Linked DNA regions of Gossypium arboreum: region 2 is linked to region 1. A link is a contact called in public Hi-C data. All regions are on one chromosome and are shown on one strand. The core of a region is the stretch at or near the end of the contact, and the rest is flanking DNA. Distances in the headings are between cores, read along the strand shown.

The links. A called contact is a pair of places that touch in the nucleus more often than the background predicts.
Region 2: a contact with region 1 is called in a Hi-C map of leaf, with 2.1 times the contacts expected there. The contact joins the promoter of LOC108470434 here to the promoter of LOC108474187 in region 1. A contact is called at or near these places in 2 of 5 Hi-C or Micro-C datasets (both in leaf).

What each region holds. Positions count from the first base shown.
Region 1 is chr1:20,006,919-20,013,324 of ASM2569848v2, reverse strand. It overlaps LOC108474187, which reads left to right and starts at 3,273. Exons shown (of 11, transcript XM_017776114.2): 1 at 3,273-3,982; 2 at 4,599-4,748; 3 at 5,460-5,627; 4 at 5,925-6,077; 5 at 6,272-6,406. The coding sequence starts at 3,799.
Region 2 is chr1:20,178,462-20,184,867 of ASM2569848v2, reverse strand. LOC108470434 (protein ENHANCER OF LHP1 1) reads left to right here and starts at 2,782. Exons shown (of 12, transcript XM_017771742.2): 1 at 2,782-3,407; 2 at 3,665-4,770; 3 at 4,969-5,145; 4 at 5,307-5,420; 5 at 5,956-6,060; 6 at 6,386-6,406. The coding sequence starts at 3,134.

The DNA.
Region 1 (6,406 bases), core at 2,024-4,523:
AATGGGTTGATGGTGATGGTATCTTGGACAAAAGTAGAGGCAATACTTGGTTTTGTGAAGGTGTAACTTGGTGGATCTAGGAGTAAGGTTAGTTTGTGGAAATGACGAGGTTTAATGATTGTGAAAATAAGATAGAGGGAGTTGTGAAGGTGTAGTTGGTGAAAGAAATGTGATATTCATTCAGTAGAGAGGGGGGAAATAGTGATAAAGATGGCACTTGGCGATGGCAAGTGAATGAAGATGAAAGGTTGGATTCGAGATAGAGATCCTCCAAAGCCTCCCTATTTTTTTATTTGTTATGTTTTATGGAGAATGTGGTATCTGAGAGGGATTGTGGCAATGGTAATTGGCGGTGATTAGAAGGGAGAATGATGGGTAGGTGGTTGTAGCACAATGATAGGCAAAAGTAAGTGATGAGAGTGGTGCAATAGTGACGATGATTAGATTGTAACACCCTTTACTCGGTTTGGTCGTCAAACCCGAGTAATAGGATGTACAAGCAAATACAAATCAATTATATGCAATTTAATAATCAAAATCTAAATAAATCTTTAATCATATTACTTGTAATCAAATATAATAATAGTTTAAAATCTATATGAACCTATTTGTGAAGTTCATGCATGAATTAGGATTGAATATGTAAATTTTTAAAATTTAGTGTTGGTATCGATATTTAATAGCTTAGTATTGATGTCGTATCGATACATTGTTTAAGATCCATGCTAAATCATGATATTGTTTGTTTTGTAAAACGATGTTATCGATATTTATTTTCTGGTATCGATATTTTTATGAAAATTTATCGATACTCATATAAACATCTATACCATTTTGGCATTCTGTTTGTTTTAAAACTGTTCATATGGTCAGGTATAGATACCAAATGCTAAAATATCGATACTAAAGTTTAGAAATGATAAAAATCCCTTTAAAATGTCTATTTCATGCCTAAAGCACCTAGAACTCGAATGGTACCCTTTGGAAATAATTATTATAGCATTATCAACACTATTTATACCAAAGTTTATCACATTCATATAATATCAATATGCTCTTAATGACACCTTAAAAAACAATCAAACATGCATTCATTCAACCATTCCTCAAACAACAACCAAACATGCATTCATTCAACCATTCAAATAAATTCACATTTAGCTCCCTATCAATCATATAACTCAGGAGCTAAGCATTAGCAAAATCATTCAAAGTAAGCATATGCATACCATTTATCACTCTATAATCATGCACAACCAAAACTATCACCTAGCTTATTATTCCCACAATCATCAAGCCATTATGCAATTAACCAAAACTACTTTAGCAAAACAAAATCAACATGACCATTTTCAAACCTACCATATACATTATTTACATGAACTCCAAAATACCAACTTATATTCCAAACTAAAGCATTATAATCAAAATGATCATAGGTATATGCCAAAACAAAAATGAACACATCACCAACTCTTGAGTCTAGGATTGTCGTTAGATGCTGAATCGTTGATCGAAATGTTAAGTACTTAACCTGTGCACGGAAAAACAAAACCGTACGTTAAGTATAACTCAACGATATTTTTATAATCCAAACAATAATTCATAATGTAAGTACATTTAGATGCATAATTTAAGGATGAATGATAATATGCAATAAGTATGTCTTTTATGCCAAGTCACATAATCTATCTCACATATAACACATCTTATTAGCAATAGGATATAACAATCCCATTACATATGACATTTAATAATTCAACTCATACTAACATTCTATTTCCATTTTCCAACTTAGTTCACAAACATATATTCCATTTCACATTTCATTTTCATTTCTCATCACTTGCCTTTTCAATGTCATATATTTCAATTTTATCATTTATTTCCCTATTAACATGACTTAAACTCGAACAAATACACGAATCCAACCAGCACATCAGTTTAGTATCCAGTGCCTCATCGAATAAATTTGAAGCAAATAGTTGTGCCCAACACTATTAATAAATTGACACCCAGTGTCTCATTAATAAGACTTCAAGTATAAGATTCATGTTTGGTATTGTGAAAGAAAATTGAAATAAAAGAAAAAATAAAAGTAAAATAAATTTACAAATTAAAATTCAAAATTAAATTTGAAGTTCAACATATCAAAATTTTATAACTTGCATTTTGTCAACTTTTAAACTCAAAATAGAATTCGAATTAATTGGAAATTGACTCAAAAATTAAGTTTACCTAGATAAAATTAGATCACAACTTTTTATTTTCAAAGTAAAATCAACTTATACGAAACTCTAGTTTATAAAAATAGAGCCAAATTTGTATAAAGTATATGATTAAGGAAAACCCTAACTTCAAGACTAAATAATGTTATCTTTAGAATATAAGTTGTAGGGGTATTGATTCTTCCCGGCACGCAACCAAACTCTTAAACCTAAAATTGTTAAAGTAGACCAAATTAGTTCATTTTCGGATTTTCCTCAAGTTTTACCTGGATCAATCAAAAGTTAAATAGATTCATAAGTGAGTAATCACACATATCCTAAAATTGATCAGTAAGGACTCTAGCCAAACTAAATTCTATGTCTAGCTCGTTGAAACACATCATAACAAAATAAATCAAACATATTTCACATTTCATGTCTTCCAACACAATTACAGAAGTTCTCCATCACTAGAATTTTGGTGGAGGCAATCATTGCTAGAGCAGAGGTGAGTTGTTATGCTGTCGAGAGGTTACCTTAGCAAACTTAAGGTTGTTTTGTTATAACAATATTTTTTTTTTAGTTTGAAACCTTTCGATATTAAATAAGTATATTGGATCTTGATTAAATCTAAAGTCAAAATGGATTGAAACTCTGAATAGAAGATAAATTTTCATAATATTTTTTCATTGTCCACAAACAAGGGCGAAGCCAGAAAATTTTTTTAGGGGCCGGATAAAATTTTAATTTTTTATAGTTTATATTTTTATAATTTGTAAAATATTAAATTAAATTTTTATAATTTTAGGGAGGTCAAAGAGCAATTTTACTTTTATTAATTTAAAATTTTTAAAAAATTTCAATAATCAAAAATAAAATTTTTTATTTTAGGGGGCCGTGGCCATGCCAGCTCCTGGCTACGCCCCTGTCCACAAAACTCAAATCTATAACCTTACTATAGATATTTTTATTGTATCATAATGTAGTTGTGTTAGTACAAAAAGAAGTTTAAATTATTAAGTGATTGAAGAGTGTCAAAGCATACTGGTGAAAACACGACCTTCCCTCCTTCCTAATCAAATAAAAAGTAGTATATACTTTATGTATTAATTTTTGTTTCATTAATATTTTTCCCCAAAATAAATCCGGGCCATTGAGAGCTGGAAACCCAAACAGGCACAAAAGGCAGATAATAAACCATTCAGAGGTGTCCAAACCAACGGCTGATTCTTTTGCAACGTGTCTCGATACCCATCCTATCATAGGCCCACCAAGATGTGGACCTACATCAAATGACACGTGTCCAAAAGCTGTATTTCAAGTTCCTATGCAAAGCCCACCAGATTCTCTCTCTCTACAGTTCTAAAATTTCTTAATCCCTCTTTCAAATATTTTCATTAAACAAAACTTATTTGAAAATTTTATATTTCATTTTATTTATTTGCATGAACTCTTAATCCACTCGGTCTCAAATCCCCAAACCCCAAAAAGATATTTGAAAAAAGAAACTAGAAAACCTTTGTTTTGTCTTCAAATATTGAAACTTTCCTTCACTTTCCCACTGAAAATTTTTCATCTTTTCCCAGGAAAAATGAGGTGGGAAAAGGTTCAGTTATACCCAAAAGAAGAAGGAGGTGTGGGAGAAGCATGTGCGGGGCCAGGGAAAAGATGGGGACATACATGTAACGCCATTAAAGGAGGCAGATTTCTCTATGTTTTTGGTGGTTATGGCAAAGATAATTGCCAAACCAATCAAGTTCATGTCTTTGACACTGGTGGGTCTTCTAAAATCTGGGTTTCTTTTCTCTTTTCTCATTTTTAATTATTTTTCTCACTTGTTTCATCTCCAAATGAACTTTTGAGGTTTTACATTTTGACTTTTATTTGGTATTTTGAGATATAATTTGGATTTTGAATGTGTTTTATGTGTTTTGCTAATTGATTCTTTTAGTGGGTATGTTATTGAAGCTCATTTCTTAGGGTTTTTATGGGTTTATTGTGGTACAATTTTTTATAAGCATTTATGCTTCTGATATGTGCTTGGTTTAGCATTTATTGCCGGTATTAATGATTATAGGCATGTGCTACTCAAAAAGTTGTTAGGTGGATTTTTACATAGGCACATTTGTTGGGTTTCTGGTTCAGCATAAACTTTTTCTTGCTTCCCTTTTTGTTTGGTTTAAAAAAAATTTGATTAGTTGTTGTTATCGTGTTTTTGTGGAACAGTTTGCCCCACATAACATGTCATTTCTTGATTTTTCATAATAGTTAATTCAGTTGCCTGTATCTATATTTTGGTACGTGGGTTTTTTTTCATAACATTTATAATCCTGGGAGTTTGTTTGGAGGCTCTTTAATGGCTCTTATATTTATGATATTGCGATTTTGCAGCTAGTCTGACATGGAGCCTACTAGCAACAAAAGGCACACCTCCAATTCCAAGGGATAGTCATAGTTGTACTACTGTTGGTGACAATCTATTTGTCTTTGGTGGTACTGATGGGATGAATCCTCTCAAGGATCTGCATATATTAGACACTGGTGAGTTATTCCTCACATTCGATTTCCTTTTGTTCACCTCTTATTACCCATTATCCGCATTTGCCTTGATTTTCCTTTCAAATTCCATGAAAGATATCATTTTGCTTAAGTGGAATGGTTGGGTGATACTACTTTAGAACCAGTGACAGAATCAACATATTTTTCCCTTTTAAGTTTGTTATAGGAATTAATGTTCTTTGGAGATAGTCACAAAACTCGTTGAGATTGTCTTCATGTAATTTTGTTATAGGAAGTAATGTTCTTTGGAGATAATTACAAAACTTGTTGAGATGGTCTTCATGTAATTTTTTGACACTCATAACTCTGAGGGAACTGTATTCTCAGTCATGTACTCTGAAGCTCTTTATTTCTATCCTACAGGGTTTATAAAGAACCAATTTTATGAATTAATGATTATTTTATTATATATTTAAAAATGAAGCCCTATATATATTCGGAGTGTTAGAGAGAAATAGGGAGGCACTTAAGGGCAATTACTAGATGGCTGTTGAAGCGATTCCAGGACGTTAAAATTCCCTTTCTTTTTGTTACTTTAATTATTAAATTATCACAATCCTTTGCCTTTCAGTCATTTCATGGAAATAAAATTAAGTGGTTTGCTGTTATTTTGCCCAAGGCGTCCTTGAAAACCATCAGAGGGCTTCTTATCAATAGTGAAATACATTAACTCGTTACATGCTTTTCTTGCAGCAACATGCACATGGATTTGTCCAAGTGTAAGAGGTGAAGGGCCAGAGGCACGTGAGGGTCATAGCGCAGCTCTTGTTGGTAAACGACTCTTCATATTTGGTGGCTGCGGAAAGTCTTCTAATAACAATGATGAAATTTATTACAATGACCTCTATATTTTAAATACAGGTAAATATCTTGACAATGCTTTATTCTTAACTTCTTATTGCATTGGCTGATTTCAGTTTGATTAATGTGATCTCCATTTATGCAACATAGAGGGGTAAAATTACAAATTCATGCATTTGCCAGAACTCCTTGTTGCACTTGAAAAATTGGAATTGAGTTTTGTTTGGTATCTTTTTTGCTTTGAAAATGTCTTGAAAAGCTTAGGCTGAAGGAACAAGTTTCTTTATTATTATTATTATTCTTTCTTTCTGGGGTTTTATATGAATTCTTATTTTCCCCTCATCTTTTTGCTTGTAGAGACCTTTGTCTGGAAACGTGCTGCAACATTGGGGAACCCACCATCTGCTCGTGATAGCCATACTTGCTCATCTTGGAAGAATAAAATTATTGTAATCGGTGGTGAAGATGGGCACGATTACTATTTGTCTGATGTCCATATCCTGGATGCAGGTTTGATTTTTCTTCTTTCTCATGAGTCCATGCATTTAACTGTTCTTCTATGCTTTCATACACGCCCTTGGTTGTTACCTTGTTATATTCAACTTACTGTACATTTTACATGTTTTCATTGCTTGAAAATACATGAATCTTGGATTTTTATGTCTGCTTAATTTTTTTCTTGGAATTTTTCTTATTTTTGCCAGACACTCTTGCATGGAAAGAGTTGAATACCTCAGGCCAGATGTTGACACCTCGTGCTGGCCACTCTACTGTTGCTTTTGGCAAGAACTTGTTTGTTTTTGGGGGATTTACAGACGCTCAGAATCTTTATGACGATC
Region 2 (6,406 bases), core at 1,533-4,032, 170 kb before region 1:
TGCTTAAATAAATAATTTAAACCTATTTAAGGGATAGAATAAGTTTAGTAATGCCTCGTGCTCGATTCTGGCAACAGTCTCGGGTAAGGAGTGTTACAAGACGAGCATTTGACATTACTTTCACTTGTGTATTGAGTTCTTTTACGATGTTTCATCAGGTAATAATAATAAAAGATGGAATATATGAAACAATGAAATTGGTGATGGCAAAAGATGATCATGATATGGATTCGAGATGCAAATTGACTGTTACATGATATATGGTTATTTCAAATTATATATGTGGTTATGATCCAAATCTCATTTGGTTGATGTTGTTGTGAATGTAATGATAGATGAAATTGTTGCATATTAAATTGTATTTGTTAAATAAATAGGGTAAGCTAATTGTTTCTATTGTAGGAGCTTACTATGTATTTATATAAGCTAATTGTTTCTATTGTAGGATCTTACTAAGTATTTATAATACTTAACTATGTTGCTACTTTCTTTGTAGATTTTGGACATCCAAAATGTGTCGATTGGATCAGTGAGAAGCTCACACCTATCATCTCGCGATTCGGTAGACTTTTGAATGTTCAAGCTTGGTTATTTGTGGCATGTACATATGAAGGTTAAATGCTTGTAATGTAAAGCATGTGCTTGTGTTTTGGCATTGTTGAGCTTAGATATGTAAACATCTGCATATGGTAACTTGAGTAAATGTTGAATGGTATTTGCATATGTAAATGGCAAACTTAAATAATGACGTGCATGTGACCTAGCTTATGATATAAAATGGTTAAGTGTTTTGGTATGATTTGTGGATTTATATTGATGGTTATGTTGGTGCCAAATGTGGCATATTGGTTGTGTGTTCAGGAAAGTGTTTTCAACTATATTTTGTCATGGATTATACATGTTCTGGGACAAGTTTGATTGGTTTATGAATGTACTATAATTCATTTGTTTTGGCTAGTTGGCATATTGCATAAAAAAGGTCAATTTGCATTTCACACGGACTAACACACGATCATGTGTCACACACTGGTAGGTGACACGGCTGTGTACTCATTGTAAATTAGGTAAAAATTGTTCTCAGCCAAATATAGGACCCAACCACATAGTCGTGTAACATTTGCTGAATTATTACATTTAGATCCATACGACACCAATGAGTTACACGATCTGAATATATGGCCGTGTAACTCCAACCTTACATGGCTTCAGTTTGTTACACAACTTGGCGACATAGCCGTGTAACTCAAGCACACACGGCCATAGTTTGTCACACAACCGTGTGACCCTTATTTACTGAAATTTCCATACTTTTTTTAAAGTTTACAATGAAGTCCTTACGCGTTCTTGGGTTGGTTGAAGGGCTTTCGTAAGTCCATTTGAGACTTGGTTTAACTATGAATGCTATGAAACATGATTGAATGAAATGTTTACATATTATCTTTAAATTTTAAGCGTATGAATGTTATATGTTCTATTAGTTGTTGTGGCATCCTGTAGCTCAGGTTCAGCAATCGAACCGAGTTAGGAGTGTTACATATTATATGTCATGTCAATAAATAATTTAAAAATTATACAATAATTCAAAATAAAAATAAATTAAAAATATAAAAATATAAAAAAGCATGAAGTACGCACATGGGTTGATATGCAGGCTGTCAGGTTTAAAATTTTAATGGTTTAGTCACTATTGTCATTAAACAACAACAATTTGACTCTTTTTAAGAAGTTGATGGTCAAATTGAACTCTTTGTAAAAAGTGGAGTGCTATATTTAACTTTAAGAAAAGGGGGTAACTTGACAAAAATTGTAAACTTCAAGAATTAGATTTATCATTATGCCTCTAAAAATTAGTCTACATTTTGGTAGCATCGTTTAATGCCCGAACCTAATCTATTCTCTAATGTGATATTACATTACTTTTTTTGTATTTATATATATTACATAAAGATTAAATTTATTATGTTAATGTAAATATTAAAAGTATGTTAAATTAATTATTTTAAAATTTTAATAAAACAGAAAATATGTAAATTCATGAAAGGTTAAAAAATAAAAAAAGCATAATTCTTAATTTTTAGAGAAAAAGATAACATAAATTATTCTAAGCAAGTTTCAGTTACTCGTTAACAAATACTTTTGAATCAAATTAAACTTAATTCTCTCTATGTAAATATAAATTTGATTCGATTCGAAAAGGACACAAGTTAAGGATAAAGAGGGTGTTTGGTAAATAGAGTTTTGGACATTTTTTAGTTGATTTAGGTACAAATGAAGGATTAAGTAGTTAAACCCTTTAATTGTAGTGTTTGGTAAATAGATGATTATAAGAGCTTGTTGAGCTAAAACTTGCAAAATAAAAAACGCTGGAATGGATAACTTTTTTCACAACTGATTGGGTATGCAATATGTAAAATGACATATCTAATTATGCTTGCTCAAAAATTACTCAATTTGCCACATGCTATCAAATCTAATAGGGGTGCCAAAATATTAGTAGTATTCATTCTCTCATTTTCACTTTCACCTCTAAAGTCTCAAGTAAATGTAAAAATATTCACAAATTAATTTCCATAATAGATATTTTAATTCCTTAATAATAATATTTTATTTTAATAATTTCACTTAATAAATACTAAAATATTATAAACAAATAAATATTTAATAATAAAATGTCAGATGCTCTTATTTATAATTTTATACATTAATTTTCAATTATTAATTAAGTTTTATGAAATACTTTTAAATAAACTATTAATAGAATTAAATAATCAAATCAACCACAACAACTAACAAACAGTCAATTGCCAACGGGATGAAAGATTCCGTGTTGGGACAAGGGTGTCATATTTGCTAGAATCCAATGCAAAGTGAGGTCCATGAGCCATGGAACCATACGACAGTCTGGCAGGCCGATGCCTGAACGGAAAGCAAATCGTTTCCTTTTAATTGAATTATTTCCCTCCAAGTTTCCTTTCCTACCCGCGAAACCCAAAATTCATGGCCTCATTTCCCGCCAAAAACCATACCCACTTGAGTTCACCGTAAACTAAAGCACCCACCTAAAGCAAGGCAAAAGACTTAAAACACACACCAAATATCTCTCCATTTCCAGCGCCGCCCCAAAGCCTACGCCATGAAAATCAAATCAGTGAAGCTAAGGGAAGCCCATGAGGTAAGTTCCAATGCTTCTTTCTGCTCCATCTTGTGGGATCTCCAAGCCCACCACTTGGTCACTGCGTCATCATCGCAACCCTCTATCTCTATTCACGATCCGCTTCTTCATTCGAGTCCGCCTCGGGTTCTTCGCCACCACCGAGATGGGGTCACTGCCTTGGCAGTTAGTCCCAATTCTACTTGTCTTGCTTCCGGATCTATTGATCATTCTGTTAAGCTCTATAAATTCCCAGGTAGTCTTTTTTTTTTGTTTAATTTTGTGACGTTCAGCATATTTTTGGTTCTCTCTCTCTCTCTCTCTCTCTCTTATCTGGGTATTTGTTAGAATTACGAAATATTCGATTTGATCTGTAAATTTTCGTTGATAACATGTGAGAAACTTGAAATACTGCAATTTAATGTAACGCTCTTTATTCTTTCCCGTTTCTACTTCTCTTGCTGCAGTTTAATGAAAACATGAAGAGCAAGGTCTAATGGTTCTTTTTTTTAGGTGGGGAATTTGAGACTAATATTACCAGGTTCACGCTGCCTATTCGTGCACTTTCTTTTAATAAGTCAGGGAGTATGCTGGCAGCTGCTGGTGATGATGAGGGCATTAAACTTATTAATACAATTGATGGCTCAATTGCTAGGGTTCTTAAAGGGCATAGAGGGCCTGTCACAGGTTTAGCTTTCGATCCTAATGGTGAATACTTGGCATCAATTGATTCAATTGGGACTGTCATATATTGGGAACTTCAATCCGGAAGAACATTATATACCCTCAATGGTGTAGCTCCTGATACTGGCTCGGATACTTCTGTTTTAAATGTACTTAGCTGGAGTCCTGATGGGGAGACTTTAGCAGTCCCGGGTATGAAAAATGACATAGTGATGTATGATAGAGATACGGCTGAAAAGTTGTTTACTTTGAGAGGCGATCACATGCAGCCAATATGTTTCATGTCGTGGTCACCTAATGGGAGATACATGGCCACTTCTAGCTTGGATAAGCAAGTTTTGATCTGGGATGTCAAGAGGAAGCAGGATATTGATAGGCAGAATTTTGATGAGAGAATATGTTGTATGGCATGGAAGCCAATTGGAAATGCTCTGGCTGTCATTGATGTCATGGGAAAGTATGGAGTGTGGGAATCAGTTGTTCCGTCCTCAATGAAGTCTCCTACTGAAGACATTCCGAATTCTCAGACACGGAACAGTAATGGCCTCCTGTTTTTCGATGAGGAGGATCAGGACCTCAGCATGTCAGGTAGTTTAAGTGATCTTGGTGAGGATAGCCATGGTGAGTCTGAGCCTCCTAGCAGAAAAAGATTGCGGAAGCAGTCTGTAATTGATGATGATCAGCATGAAGATGTTTATGATGAGTTAAACTTGGTTCGGAAAACTGAACCTCAGAGAAAAGTGCCTCGTGTTAACAAGGAAAATTCAGATAAAGACAAAGATGCGTTAAAAGCCATGATGGCATTTAGACCAAAAATGCAGGAGGCTTTTCAGCCTGGTTCAACACCACCGCATCCTGGAAAAAGGCATTTTTTGTGCTACAATATGCTTGGAAGTATAACTACAATCAAACATGATGAATATTCCCATATAGAGGTACTAATGTTGTATGTTTCGTTCAATCCTTTACTTCCTAATGACCATTTTTTTTTCTTTTGTGCAGTAACTGGTTTGAGGATGGGTGATTAGGCATTAATTTTGTTATTTTACTAAAAATCGGGTTTACAAGCATAAAAATAAAAACATGTTTTTTCATCGTTATGGGCTGATATTAAGTGCTTGTCTGACGCACAGATAGATTTTCATGATACTAGCATGGGTCCACGAGTTCCACCAATGACTGATCATTATGGTTTCACAATGGCATCACTAAATGAAAATGGTAGTGTTTTTGCAAATCCACGCAAGGGTGAGAAGAACATGAGTACTCTTATGTATCGACCATTTCGCAGTTGGGCAAATAACAGTGAGGTTAGAGCTGTTGCCTTAAAAAGAAAAACTCATTCCTTACGTCTATGCATTGTTCTGGACATACACATGCTGGTCTTGTAAATGTTAACATTGGTGCATTTGATGTGACATTTCACAAAGTGGTGGTTTTTTTTTTTGGGTACATGTTATTGTGAGCTCAGTGGTACATGCGGTTCGAAGGTGAAGAAGTAAAAGCAGTCGCACTTGGTTCCACTTGGGTAGCTGCAGTTACAAGTCTTAATTTTCTTCGAATCTTCACCAATGGTGGTTTGCAGGTTTATTACTTAATACTGTTTACTTTATTGTTCATGATACAATTGCAGTGTTCAAGATGTTTCACTTTGTTATAGTTCTTGTGAATGGTCATTTCTTGGGAATCATCATTGCATAATTAGTTTTTTATTTGCATGTCAAAGATGGCCAAAATCAAGTAATGTCATCTAGATTTAACAAAAATAAAGGTTGTGTTTAATATTATCCTCAAATGACTCACCAAATACATGAAAATTTATGTAGAACTCGAACGTGTTAAACAGATATCTGTGTTTGATGCTCATGCTTAGTAAGAACAATATAGGTTTTTACCGTTTCACGTTAATATCCAACTATATGCCAATTCCTCGTGGCAAAATTTGTGTTGGTTTGCAATTGCTAGAAACCAGCTAAGAGATGAATATAGGTTAAATGACAGCAGATTGGAGGCAACCTATATCTGCTTCATTGCTTATGCTTGTAACTCATCTTAATAACCAAGGTTTTTGGATTTATGCCTATGCTCATTTCTTTTTCTTTACTGATCTTTTATTGCAGAAACATATTCTTTCACTTAATGGGCCTGTGGTGACTGCAGCAGGGATCAGTAATGAGTTAGCCATTGTCACCCATGTTTCTGATTGTCTTCCTTCTAATGAGCAGGTATGTTAATATTACTATGACTTTTGACTTAATGCATGACTCAATGGTTCACCTAGCTTCAACATATTAATATCCTATGTTACTCGGACTAGGATTTGAGTATCGGTATGTCTCAACACATGTATGTTCAATGTATTTGGATGATCTTTGGAGGGCAATATCCTTGTATACATGTTGGATATGAGTGTTGGACATAGGTACTTAAAGGAAAACTAAGTGGAGCAACATAGGTAATATCCAAGTTGATACGGGAACCTTGATGACCATACATGTGAATCCTTTTAGCTTGTGACTTCATACTATAAGACTCTATCTAAACATGCAGATGCTAGAGTTTACATTATTC